Linked DNA regions of Capsicum annuum: region 1 is linked to region 2. The links are chromatin contacts, called in public Hi-C maps. All regions are on one chromosome and are shown on one strand. The core of a region is the stretch at or near the end of the contact, and the rest is flanking DNA. Distances in the headings are between cores, read along the strand shown.

Evidence for each region. A called contact is a pair of places that touch in the nucleus more often than the background predicts.
Region 1: a contact with region 2 is called in a Hi-C map of leaf, with 2.9 times the contacts expected there. The contact joins two enhancer-like sites. A contact is called at or near these places in 2 of 5 Hi-C or Micro-C datasets (leaf and placenta).

Annotation. Positions count from the first base shown.
Region 1 is chr3:79,863,161-79,869,335 of UCD10Xv1.1, forward strand. It overlaps LOC107863753 (3beta-hydroxysteroid-dehydrogenase/decarboxylase), which reads right to left. Exons shown (of 12, transcript XM_016709875.2): 10 at 5,235-5,391; 11 at 4,608-4,674; 12 at 3,837-4,524. The coding sequence ends at 4,334. Among protein-coding and RNA genes, the nearest start is that of LOC107863753, 16 kb to the right of the region's middle. Within about 2 kb of position 4,276, at least 3 of the 5 cell types and tissues checked have an H3K27ac peak or open chromatin away from gene starts, as enhancers often do. A contact at or near this core is called in leaf, where this site is marked.
Region 2 is chr3:79,481,125-79,487,637 of UCD10Xv1.1, forward strand. No RefSeq gene overlaps it. Among protein-coding and RNA genes, the nearest start is that of LOC107863753, 400 kb to the right of the region's middle. Within about 2 kb of position 5,032, at least 5 of the 5 cell types and tissues checked have an H3K27ac peak or open chromatin away from gene starts, as enhancers often do. A contact at or near this core is called in leaf, where this site is marked.

The DNA of each region.
Region 1 (6,175 bases), core at 3,026-5,525, 380 kb after region 2:
CGCTCTACTATAAAAGGCAAAGAATGCTTCTCAATTGGTAGTTTTTGCAAATTCAAAAAGTGAAGAGAGAGAAAGGCAAAAACTCAATATTCAATATTGCCCAAGTCCTTATTTCTCATATGAGCTGAAATAGAGAGTGTTCTTGAGTCAAGCTTGAGTCTGTAACAGAATTACTCATTCTATAAGAGTAATGTTCTTTTCTTTTTGCTTTGAGAGTGCTTAGGTACAGTTGCCTAAGCTTGATACTGGTTAGAGTTAATCAGTTTTAAGGGAGTCTTGGCAGAGTTGTCAAGTTAGACTTGTAGTAGAGTTATTATAAGTAGGAGGAACCTAGATTTAGGTTCAAAATCGAGTTTGTAGTCAAGAGGTTGATTATAGTGGATTTGTGAGAGATTGTGAGGGCAAGCCGTGGTTTTTTCTTCCTTAAGTAAGGGGTTTCCAAGTTAAATCAGTGTGTTACTTTATTTTCAGCAAAGTTTTACCTTCCTTAGTGCTTTATTGATTTATTGCCTCCAACTGACTTTGAGGGACCAAATCCCTCACTTTGTCGTGTAAACCCCAAGGTTTCAACAATATTAAAGAATGTAGTTGTCCCTGCTTGAATTTTTTAGAATCACGTTAAGTATTACGTTAGTGCCTCAAATGTAATGAATGTGTTCTTAGCTAAAAGGAACGAAATAAGAATATGACACGAAAGTGAGTATAAGTTGATCTTTTTAGCACATAATACTTTTATGCAAGTTTATATTTGACAACAACGATAAATAAATCATATGGTCAAACAACTTTAATAAACTGTTAGATTGTATTTACAAAAACAAGTATTATCACATACCAACTTTATATTATACTTTCAAAAGATATATCAATATTTATAATAGAAGCCTTGGTAACATAGAGTAACTAAAATGAATGAAAAGAATACAGCATGAATAGGAAAATATTAGGAAAGATAAGCTTCTTGTGCCTCACAAAATTAAAATAATTAACAGTATCACATGTATCTAAGTAACATTGATCATTCTTCTTCGTAACATATCCAATCATGTTGATCGGGACAAACAAGTTACTATATGACAATCCATATTGATCATTCTCGTTCTTGTTTATTTTTTTTATAATATTTTATCAATAATATTGATATTATTCAAAAAAAATGACAATTCGATATTGAACGTTATCTAATTATCTTGACTACACGATTCTTCATCCACATGCAAGCACGTGTCGAGAAAGTTCATTAAATTTTTGTGCTACTTTTTTTATTCCAATCTATGTGGCACGGATGAAATTTAAAAAGCCCATCAAATTTTTTTATGATTTTGACATATCTTAAGTTTTTAATTATTGATTTATAGTACTTTTACGTAATTTTCAAAAACTATATGTTACTTTTTTTGTCTCATCTATATGGCACTGATGAAATATTTGAGAAAGTCAATCAAATTTGTTATATAGTTTTAGATATTTTAATTTATTAATTTTATGATTTATACGATTTTCTACATAATTTTCAAGTAATATATGTTATATCCTCTATGCCAACAATTTATATGACATTGATAGAATTTGTTAAGTAATTTTTGTACATCTTTCAAATGTTTTAACTTGTTAATTTTTGTGATTTATATTACTTTTCATGAAATTTTCAAAAATATATCTCAATTTATTTGCACTTATAGAATTTTTAGTCAAAAAAAATTTTATGTTCCCCCAAATAATTTAGATTTAATTATTTTAATTTATAATATTTTTATGCAATTTTAAAGTGTATAATAGATTAAAATAAAAATAAAATAATTATATTGAAACATGACATATGAATTAAAAAAATATCCTCGATCATAAGCAGACAGTTGGAAGCAGGCATGACAACTACCAGTTGTCTGCTCACTGATATATATATATATATATATATATATATATATATATATATGCACACCACCACCAATGACTGGTGGTGTACAGACAAAATTGTCAAGTCAAATCGAACCAGTAAACCAAACCAAATCGAGAAGAAAAATGCTGATTTGTGATTTGATTTGATCGGTTTCACATTAAAAAAGATGGCCATTCTTGATTTAGTTTGATTTAACCAAAGAAAAATGAAATCAAAACTCAATCAAACCAATTATATATATATATATATATATATACATACATACATACATACCAAACCACCGACTTGTGGTTTGATTTGGTCAGTTTGACTTAAAAAAAACCATTATTGATTTGGTTTGGTGTTAACCAAAGAAAAGTCAAATTTAATCTCAATCAAATTGATTATATATATATATATTAAATTTAACTTTTTATACATAAGAAATGTTAATTATAATCTACTTTTTAAATACTTGTAAAAGTAATTTTATTTATTTTAAATATTTAAAAAATAGATGTAGATATATATTTAGATCTGGATCTTTAATTGATAACTAAACGATCCGTAGTTCAATAAAAACTTACAACCTAAAATTTTTCACTCTTCCGTCATTTTTCATCTTACTTTTTAGTTTTCAGAGAGTTCTCCCCTCCTCCTTCCACCCCTCATTTTTTTATAATTGTGGCTTCTCATTAGCACATGATGTAAAAACATATTTGATCTTGTCTACAATCACAATATAATTGTTCAAACTAAAGATTATAAAAAAATGCGAAAAATCAACTAAAACTTAGGTTGAGCAGGACCAAGACGAAGTACTTGAAATGTAAGTTTGGTGATTTGTTGCATGAGGCTGACATGGCAGTAAAGTTGGATTCTTAGGCCATTCAGAATAAAAAGAGTTAGAAGTATCTTGGTCTATGATTCAGGAAAATGGTGAGATTGATGAGGATGTCATGCACCGTATTGGTGCAGGGTGGTTGAAATGAAGGCTCGCTTTAGGGGTCTTATGTGATAAGAAGATATCTCCTAAGCTTAAAGGTAAGTTCTACAGAGTGACAGTCAGACCAACTATGTTGTATAGAGTAGAGTGTTGGCCAGTCAAGAACTCCCACATCTAAAAGTTGAAAGTGACGGAGGTAGGGATGTTGCAATGGATGTGTGGACGTACTTAGGATGATAGGGTTAAAAATGAGACTATTCGGAAGAAGGTGAGAGTTACTCCAGTGGATGATAAGATGCGAGAAGTGAGGTTGCGATGGTTCGGACATGTGATTAGGAGGGACACAGATGCTCCAATTCAGAGGTGTGAGAGGCTGACTATGAATGATTTTAGGCGAGGTAGAGGCAGGTCGAAGAAATGTTGAAGGGCATTAATTAGACATGATATGGAGCAATTACAACTTACGAAGGACATGACCCTTGATAGGAAGGTGCGGAAGATGCGAATTAGGGTAGAGGGTTAATAGGTATGAGTTCGTCCGTAACAGTAGGTAAGAGTGCTTTTGTAAGTATCTACGTCTTTAGTTGCTTGTTCGTGGGATTTCAGTAATGTCTTTATTTTCAAATAGATAGTTTATAGTTTTACCTTAAGGGGTCTTGTATTCTTATATATTATCTAGCGTTGTGTATCCCATTTTTGTTCTGTGCTTTATATTTTTTGTTTGTTTGTTTGATTATACTATTAGCTGTCCTAATCCAGGAGTCTATCAAAAACAATCTCTTGACTTCATCTGAGATAGTGGCATGAACTGCGTACACTTTACCCTCCCAACACCCACTTTGTGAAAATACACTGGGCATGTTGATTTAATTTATAAATTTAATAAACCACATAATTTAGTTTGATTTTTTCAACCCGGCCTATGTAACCCCCTAACCGGTGGTATATCAGCCCACTTGACAGCCATACCCGCAGGAAAAAACAATAATGGTAATGGTTAAAAACAAAGTATGGATAAAAGGAATTTCAATTTAAATGTCAACATCCTCCGAAAACTATTGGTTCGTTTGAAAGATGCACCCTTCCACAAGATGGCATACTTTTCTAAAAATATAATCATTGTTTCTGGACACATTGTAATAAACACAACGGCAAGCATAGGCAGAATTTGTATCAAAGCAGTATTCATCCACGATGTTGTCATCATTTAGATCTACCTCACATCCAGAAAGAGCAAACCCTATACTCAGAGAGCAGGGGAGAGTCGTATTTCTTTCCTTTTAACTTCCCAAACTTTTTTGTAGCCCTAGTGCTAGGGTCTAGGAGGAATGAAATGGTGGGGGAGTTGAGTTTCTTGATACGATACAGATCGATCGACCATTTACATGTTGGGTTAACAAACTACTTGTACAAGAGGTCACAGAATCTAAATAAGGAAACTGAGCCACGAAGATATACATCACTCTTCTTCTGTCTGTTGTTAGGAGTCAGTAAAGCATCAGTACACCTCATTGCTGGATCTTCAATCTAGAAGATGGGATTTCTGAATCAGAATGGAACACTGCCAGAGGCAAGGGTAAACCCCTCATCAGCAAAGTAAAGGCACCTTTTGATATGCTGTATATTACATTTGCTGTACTATCAACTTCATCCTCATACTGCTCATAAATGAGGAATGAAGTGAATGCCATAGCTAGTGCTGCAATGGTTTTGAATCATATCAAACAACCGGATATGGACTTTAATGCACCATTAAGCGTGAAAATATAGCGTAACACATACCTATACCAATTGCAAAAGTCATGCAATCAGAAATAATCAACTTCAGAAAATACAGGGGTACAGCCGCCTGCAGAAAATTAGAAAACTTCAGAGGTGCAAACACAAACTAAATAGTAGATAGATTCAAGGACAGACTACAAATGACATTTGCAATCTGGCCCACTTGATAGCCATATCTTTTATCACCACATTATCTCTCAGTGCATCTCTTTTCCAAGGTCAACTGTCTCACCCTTCTTGATACTTCATCTGCTTAATCTATTGTCTACTATTAGTTTCTTTTGGCACATCCAAAAGCTTAAATTCATTTGCTTTACCCATCTCCCAGCTCTAATTACATACACGAAGTGCAATATTACTTCTAGGAAATATCAAAGCCACCCATTTGTTTGATGTTATTCAAGTTTTTTGAAGAAAAAAGTGTTTGACCTTTTTTGAAGATTGGACAACTCAAAAAACTAGTTTTTGGAAGATTTGAAAAGCCATGTATGGAAATCATCCAAAAAAGAAACTAGAAGGCTAAGCAAACTCGGGAGAACTTCAGACACAAGCCACCTTGATAGTTTTTAACTCAATTTAGACTTGGTAAAAAAAGAAAGGAAGAACACGAAATCATTTAGTACACACCTTCAGAAATATATACCAATCTTCTCCTCGGGCAAGTAAACTTGCTAATTGACTCATTCTGTTCCACGTATATGCTACATTATAAAAGCAAGTTCTCATATCCACTTCAGAGATCTCAAAGAAAGACCATGATATTCTGGGAACTGCAATCCCATATCTGCAGCAAAGACGTCATTATTGGGGAATACAAGCATCCCATGCATAAAATAAATACTGAAACCTAAAAACAGGGAACGGGAAGCCGATAAGTTCGTTATGAAATAATATTGTGAATCATCAAAAGCTCCCAATTGGAAATAGATATTAATATGCAATTTTACAAATAGAGGAAAAGAAAGATCAACACACAATAAAAGCTATGAAGAAAAACTTGCTTATACTGACAAATAAGTTCCCCATGAACTTCCACATAACATTTTGAGATTTTCACACACTACGTTGCTTGGCTAAGCTTTACCCTATTTAGCCCATGTTTTCAGATCTTGCCTATTTAGCCCATTATGCATATAATTTAAAATACTTGGTGGAAGAGGCAATAATTCCTTAATTAGTAATTATCATTTTCCTTTTTTGATACTTAGAAACTGAATTATAGAGATATTCATGTTTATTATGGCGAATTAAGACATTGTTGGTCGGATTAAGGTGAAAAATGATAAACTACATCGTTGGGAATTTTTATAATCTTGAAAACCCATTGAGTTTTGTGACTTGTTGAAATTTTTTGCTTGTTGGGGATGTTATTCTGAAGTTAAAATTTGAAGCTATTCATTGACGATTTGACCCATTTCAAATGGAGCTTCGTGGTTGAAGTTTGTAGGGCATGATACCCAATTTTTGTATAAGTTTATATAACATTGTATAACAATGTGAAAGTATGTATAGACTTATGTTGCTTGGACCCTTCATTTTAGCCACCTCACCCGTGTCGACATGACGTT
Region 2 (6,513 bases), core at 3,782-6,281:
ACGACTCGTTATCAATTTAAACGAGTCGTTAGGTGGACCTATCGTCACAACAGTAAGAAACCAAGGAATCAAGTCCTTGACAACGACTCCACATAACGACTCGTGACCAAACCTAACGAGTCGTTACCTAAACCGTGACGACTGTTTTTCAGAATTTCTGAACGTTTGAAGGACTTTTTAGTCTTTTCCCATTCTTTTTAACTCCTAACCCACATAGTTTAGGCTTCCCTAAGGGTGGAATATAAGCCTAATTGTCCCTAAAATCTCCATTAAGTCACAAAATCAATTGAAACCAAGTAAAAGGAGCAATTATTCATCTCCAAAGCCAAGTTAGGATTACTCAATCTCTGTACAAATTCCAAGGATTTCTCCAAGGCTTCCATCTCCAGGTACGGGGGATTTCATCAATGGGTTCCCTCCACCCATTGAGTCCCAAAGACTTCTCAAATTCTCAAGTTTAATTCCCCTTTAAGTTTTGGGTTCCAGATCAGATATGAGTTTTCTTAATTTCTTCAGTATATTCTTGTAACTAAACCATGAATATATGTTTTCCCATAGGTTTAGCATCTTCCCTTACGCAGAAACATGAATTTCCCTTTTTAATGATAAATCATTGAGTGGCTTGAATTATGAAATTCCCTATTAGGATCAACTTTTAATATTATCACGTTCAATTGCATTAGTCAGAGCTGGTGGGTTATGAACACCCGATACCTAGGGATTCATGCATATATCAGTTTACATGTCTTTGAGCACTTCAGATTATCCATAGTTGATATTTTCAGAATGTAATTAAAATGAGCAATTCAGTTTTTAGTGTCATTCAATTGAAAGTAGTACTTAGCACCAAGTGAACACAGGGATGAAGGCTCACTCGTCAGTTAGGATTGAGATCTTCAATAGAAATCCCTAAGTTCCAGAACTATAGCGTCACCGTAGGTTATAAGGGGTCACCCGCAAATTGAGGACTGACATCCTAGTCCTTCGAGACATCAGTTTAGTGGATCCACGCCAGCCAGTGTTCGTACCTTTGGCAAGGTACTAAACAACCATCCAGCTGGGGTTACTAGTTGGAACCTGATTGGCTCAAATTGGGGTATGTCAGTTATTGTTAGCTCCCACGGTCCTTAGTTCATGTTTCAGTTTATTTTTCAGTTCATATTTGCATAACCATGTATTAAGTTATTTAGCTTTCATTCAGTACATGTTTATACCTAGTTTTGCACTCAGTATACATGTTCATGTTACACTAGTTAGTTGCTCATCTCACATACTCAGTACATTCAAAGTACTGATGGCATACTTTGTTGCACTATATTGTCTCACAATATAGGTTCGGACGTACAGTACCCAGGTCCCACTTAGCACGATCCTATACCGCTCATGATACAAGTACGACCAAGAAGATGGACGCATGTGAAAGTGTAATGAACCCGAGGCTTGGAGTGTGCGAGTGAAGGAATTAAAACACACTAGTTAGTTGCCCATCTCACATACTCAGTACATTCAAAGTACTGATCGCATACTTTGCTGCGCTATATTGTCTTATAATATAGGTTCGGACGTACAGTACCCGGGTCCTACTTAGCACGATCCTGTACCACTCATGATACAAGTACGACCACGAAGATGGATGCATGTGAGAGTGTAATGAACCCGAGGCTTGGAGTGTGCGAGTGAAGGACTTAAAACACACCAAACCGACCCTAATCTCATACTTGGAGTGTAACGAGGTCCCTTGGAACACAACAAGTCAGCCCCTAAATACACTTGAAGGGCACACAGCTCCTAAAGGGCATTTTGGACATTTTGTATTTTATTTGTAACCTAGTATAAATAGAACATTATAGGGCTTTTAGAATTAGATTATTCATGATGTTGTAAGTCTTGAAACACAAAGAAACACAAGTCCTCTCCCTTTGGAGGCACAAAACCGAAACTAGGCATAGAGAGTGTGGATTCACTCTTGTTGATCTCATGGCTTGGAAACGTGATGCTTGGGAGGTGGATTCCGACCTTGTGTCTTCGTAAGAGATAGGTGAACGTTGTGTGTAGTGTTAAGGGTCCAAGAGTGGAATATGCTCTTGGGTTCTTAAGATTATACCTTCATTAAGTCTATCTAACTATCCCTTTATCTTGTTGTAATTGTGTAGTTTGTGTTCTTGTTAATGCAAACCGTGACTTGTTGCTAATGTTCATCGTGTTCTTCATCTTGTAGTTATTAAGCTAGTTTGTTGTTCACTGCCAAATAAGGTGTTAAACACCTCATATCCTTGTTACTCTCGTTATTCTTGTCTTGTATTGTTGAATCCGAGTGTCTTCACCAAATAGGTCCACTGGTTCTTCAAACTAGTGGACTGTTTTGGTGCTTGTTTTGTGTGTTCATTGTTTTCTTGTATCAACTCAGCAGCAATTTTGGTGAGTCTTCCTCATTCGACGACTAGTTATCAGTTATTTACTTTTCAGTCTACTTTTATTTCAGTCAGTTTGAGTTAGTTTGGGGGCTTGTCCCAACAACTCATTAAGATTTAGAGGCTTTCATACAGATGTCTAGATTTTCAGTATCTTGGTTGGTTAAAAAGTTCTATTTCCAGTTTTGGTTGATATTTGGTATTTCCTTATTATTTCCATCAGTTATTTCAGTTTAGCTTCCGCCCAGTATTTTATTACTTTTCAGTTTTCTTAGTGTTATGCCAGGCCATGGGTTAGCTTGGGGTCACTTGTGACTCTAAGTACCATGTTGCAACTAGGGGGCAATCACAGGTCGTGACAACTTATCTCTTAAACCTGTTTCTATTCTATTTCATGGATTTTAAGATGATACATACAACAGTCAATCCACTGTATTAATGTGACAATACCACCAAATTATTTTCCTTCTTTACCCTCACTAAGAAATAGAACTGAGTAATCCTCAAGTCAAATGACACAAGAAACTTAAGGACACTATTCTTGAACAACTTGGACAGCACCCTCTTTGCGAAAGTTTTGAGCTAAGATGAATGGAAAATACAATTAGTATCCTCCAATATCTATCTGCTAGATATTACAACAACAATAACAACAACATACCCAGTGTATTCCCACAAAGTGGGGTCTAGGGAGGGTAAAGTGTACGTAATCCATACCACTACCTCAGATGAAGTAGAGAGACTGTTTCCGATAGACCCACGACTCAGGACAGATAACAGTATAAAAAACAAAAAAAACAAAAATAAACAACAAAGTGGGATGACATATCGCTAGATAATAAAAAAAACAAGACACCGATAGAGTACAATTATAAATTATCTATAAATTATCTATTCGAAATCATAAACATCATCAGAACACTATGAACGAGAAACTATAGGTACAAATATAAACAAAGCACTCCCTACTATTACGGATACACTTCTACCCACTAATCCTCTATCCTAATCCGCGTCCTCCACACCTTCCTATCAAGGGTCATGTCTTCCTATAACTGCTCCATGTCATGCCTAATAATCTCCATCCAATATTTTTGGCCTACCTCTACTTCGCCTAAAACCATCCGTAGCCAGACTCTCACACCTCCGTACTAGAACATCCATCCATGCACCTCCTCATCACATGCCCGAACCATCGCAACCTCACTTCCCGCATTTTGTCTTCCACCAAAATCTCTCTCACCTTCTCATGAATAACCTCATTTCTAACCTTATCTCGCCTAGTAAGTCTACACATCCATCTCAATATTCTCATCTCCGTCACCATCAACTTTTGGATGTGGGAGTTCGTAACTGGACAACACTATGCTCCATACAACACCGTCGGACTGCCACTCTATAAAACTTACCTTTAAGCTTAGTAAACACCTTCATATCACACACAACTCCCGAAGCGAGCCTCCCCTTGAATCACCCTGCACCAATACGATGCGTAACATCCTGGTCAATCTCTCCATTCCCTTGAATCATAGACCCAAGATACATAAAACTATCCCACTTTCGAATGACCTGAGAATCCAGCTCCACTACCACGTCAGCCTCGTGCGTCGAATCACTAAACTTACATTCCAAGTATTCCGTCTTGGCCCTACTCAACCTAAACTCTTTAGACTCTAGGTTGGTCTCCAAACCTCCAACTTATTATTATTACAAAATGCCCAATTTTATTATTATTTTTTTCATAATTTTACGAGTGGCCAAATACAGATAAGTTAGTTTTGGCTGCTCTGAACTTAGTCTTGTCCTCTAATAGTAGATTATAGGGGAGAAGATACTCTATATCCCAAGTCTTCAAGTGATAATATGGAGGGCCTAGCATCTGCGCTTGTGGAAACATTTTTATAATTATCTAGTCTTTTACTGAATACATAAGTAGAAACATTTTTATAATTATCTAGTCTTTTACTGAATACATAAGTAAAAACATTTTCATAATTATCTAGTCTTTTACTGAATCCATAAGTAATCTGCACTACAGCAGCCTAAGTTAAAAGTTTAGAAGCTAAAATCAATGATGAAAATTGCTCCTAATGTGGATCAGCAGCAATGATAACATGTGAAGTTAAATTAACATACACTTTATCTCCATAATGCATGCAATCTGTACAAGAAGGAATCATTGACTCAAAACCAAGTCTGGAAAATATTAATTTTTACTTATTCAGGGGGCATCGGGAGAAGGAGGGTAGTGTTCTTGTTCTTGTGTCATAAGACTCACCAAGATGACCCTGCTTTGCCGCAACATGGAATGCATCATAACCATTATTTGCCAGAATAGAAGCTGTCTGAAGGTCTAAATATTTTAACAACTCTGCAACAACCAAACTATGACCACTCTCTGCAGCAACATACAGAACAGTCTCACCCTCCTGGTTTTGCTTAGATAACAAATCATTGATGCCTTTGCTATCAAGTTTCTGAACAATTTCTTTCACCTTGCCAAGGTTCCCTGCTCTAACTGCTAAGTGAAGTGGGGAATCCCCTCTTTTCTCTGGTGATTCCTTACCCCTTTTCCTGTCACCACCAAAACTCAGCTGCCTCTCCATTGCTATCCGAAAACTTTTCTGCTTTTCCATCAACCCACTGAAGCTCTTTTGCTTCTCAATCGTCCCATTTTGAAAACTCTGCTGTTTCTCCATCGCCCCACAAAACCTAATCTGCTTCTCCATCACCACCACAAAATTCAATCCCTTCTTGTATATCACTAATTATTATCCAATAAATTCCCAACCTTCTTTTCCCACTTTCAAAATCGACAAAGCTTCAAACTTTTCGTCATCATCAGGTCACTTTTTAAATTCAAACTACCAAGAGAACTCAGGAAAAAACAGGTGGAGAAGAAACTCAACTTTCACCCTTTTCTTACCCAAAATCAATGATATCACTTCCATGAAAATTTACATAATCAGTCCAAAATATCAAACCAAAAGTCAGAAACAAAACAAATTACTTAAAATTAAATTACATCAAAAGTAAAACAAAAAAACCAAAGAGCTCAAAACCTCATTCTTGATAAACTCCAGAAGCTGAAATGAGACAATATTGTTGACAGACCCCAAAACCAACAAACAGATTCTCTGCTCATTAATTAATAGCCAGACTCAGACAATTTGATGCAAATCTTGAAAGAAATCCTAAGAAAGATCAAAAATAGGAAACAACACCATCACCCATGTGGGATATTGTAATTTACATGTAATACTAATTGTAGTTTAAGCATCTTGAAACAGTTACAGAAAGCAAAGCTGTTTTCTTAATTATAGTATATTTATTTTCACTTTTCTAGAAAGTTAGTCTCCTCTCCTGTTATCCACCCAATTGAATACACCAACAGAAATAAATAAATGTTTATTACTATAATCACCTCTTGTTTTTTGGGTACTATAAAAATCATTAAAATAAAAAAGTTTGTTTAGTAAAAAATGCATATTGTTGGTCGTCATTGAGGTTGACATGATATAGGTGCACTAAAGGACAGATATTTACAAGGAGTGGAGCACTCCATAATTGTGGGTCCCAACTATGTGATTTTATTGAAGAAAAGAAATACATACAAGGAAAATTTTAGTACGGTTATGCACCACATCATATTTATACGAGGCTACTATTATTTTGATACATAACTTTTGTAGGCTTAAAGTAATTTTATTTTTATAATTTTTTGTGTTCTCAGTTTTTTTTTTTTGACAAATCACTTTTTTCCTTTTCCTTTTTCATTTATGGTGTTAATTTTATTTTTTATTTTTCTTTTTTTGTTCTTTTCTTCAAATTATTTTTTTCCTCATATTACTATACTAAATAAATTGAAGTTTTTCTTATTTTTCTTTGTTTTATTTTCTCCTAATTTTTATTTATTGATATTTATAAACAAATTAATTTTTTTATCACTCGACCATAGTGGTAATTTATTATTTTTAATTATATTCTCTTAATTTTTTGTTAGTATAAAGAATTTTGGATATTAAAAATTTGAAATAAATTTCATAAGAAATAAATTTATCTTTCGTAAGTCTATATGATATTATTTATTATGATTTAAAAT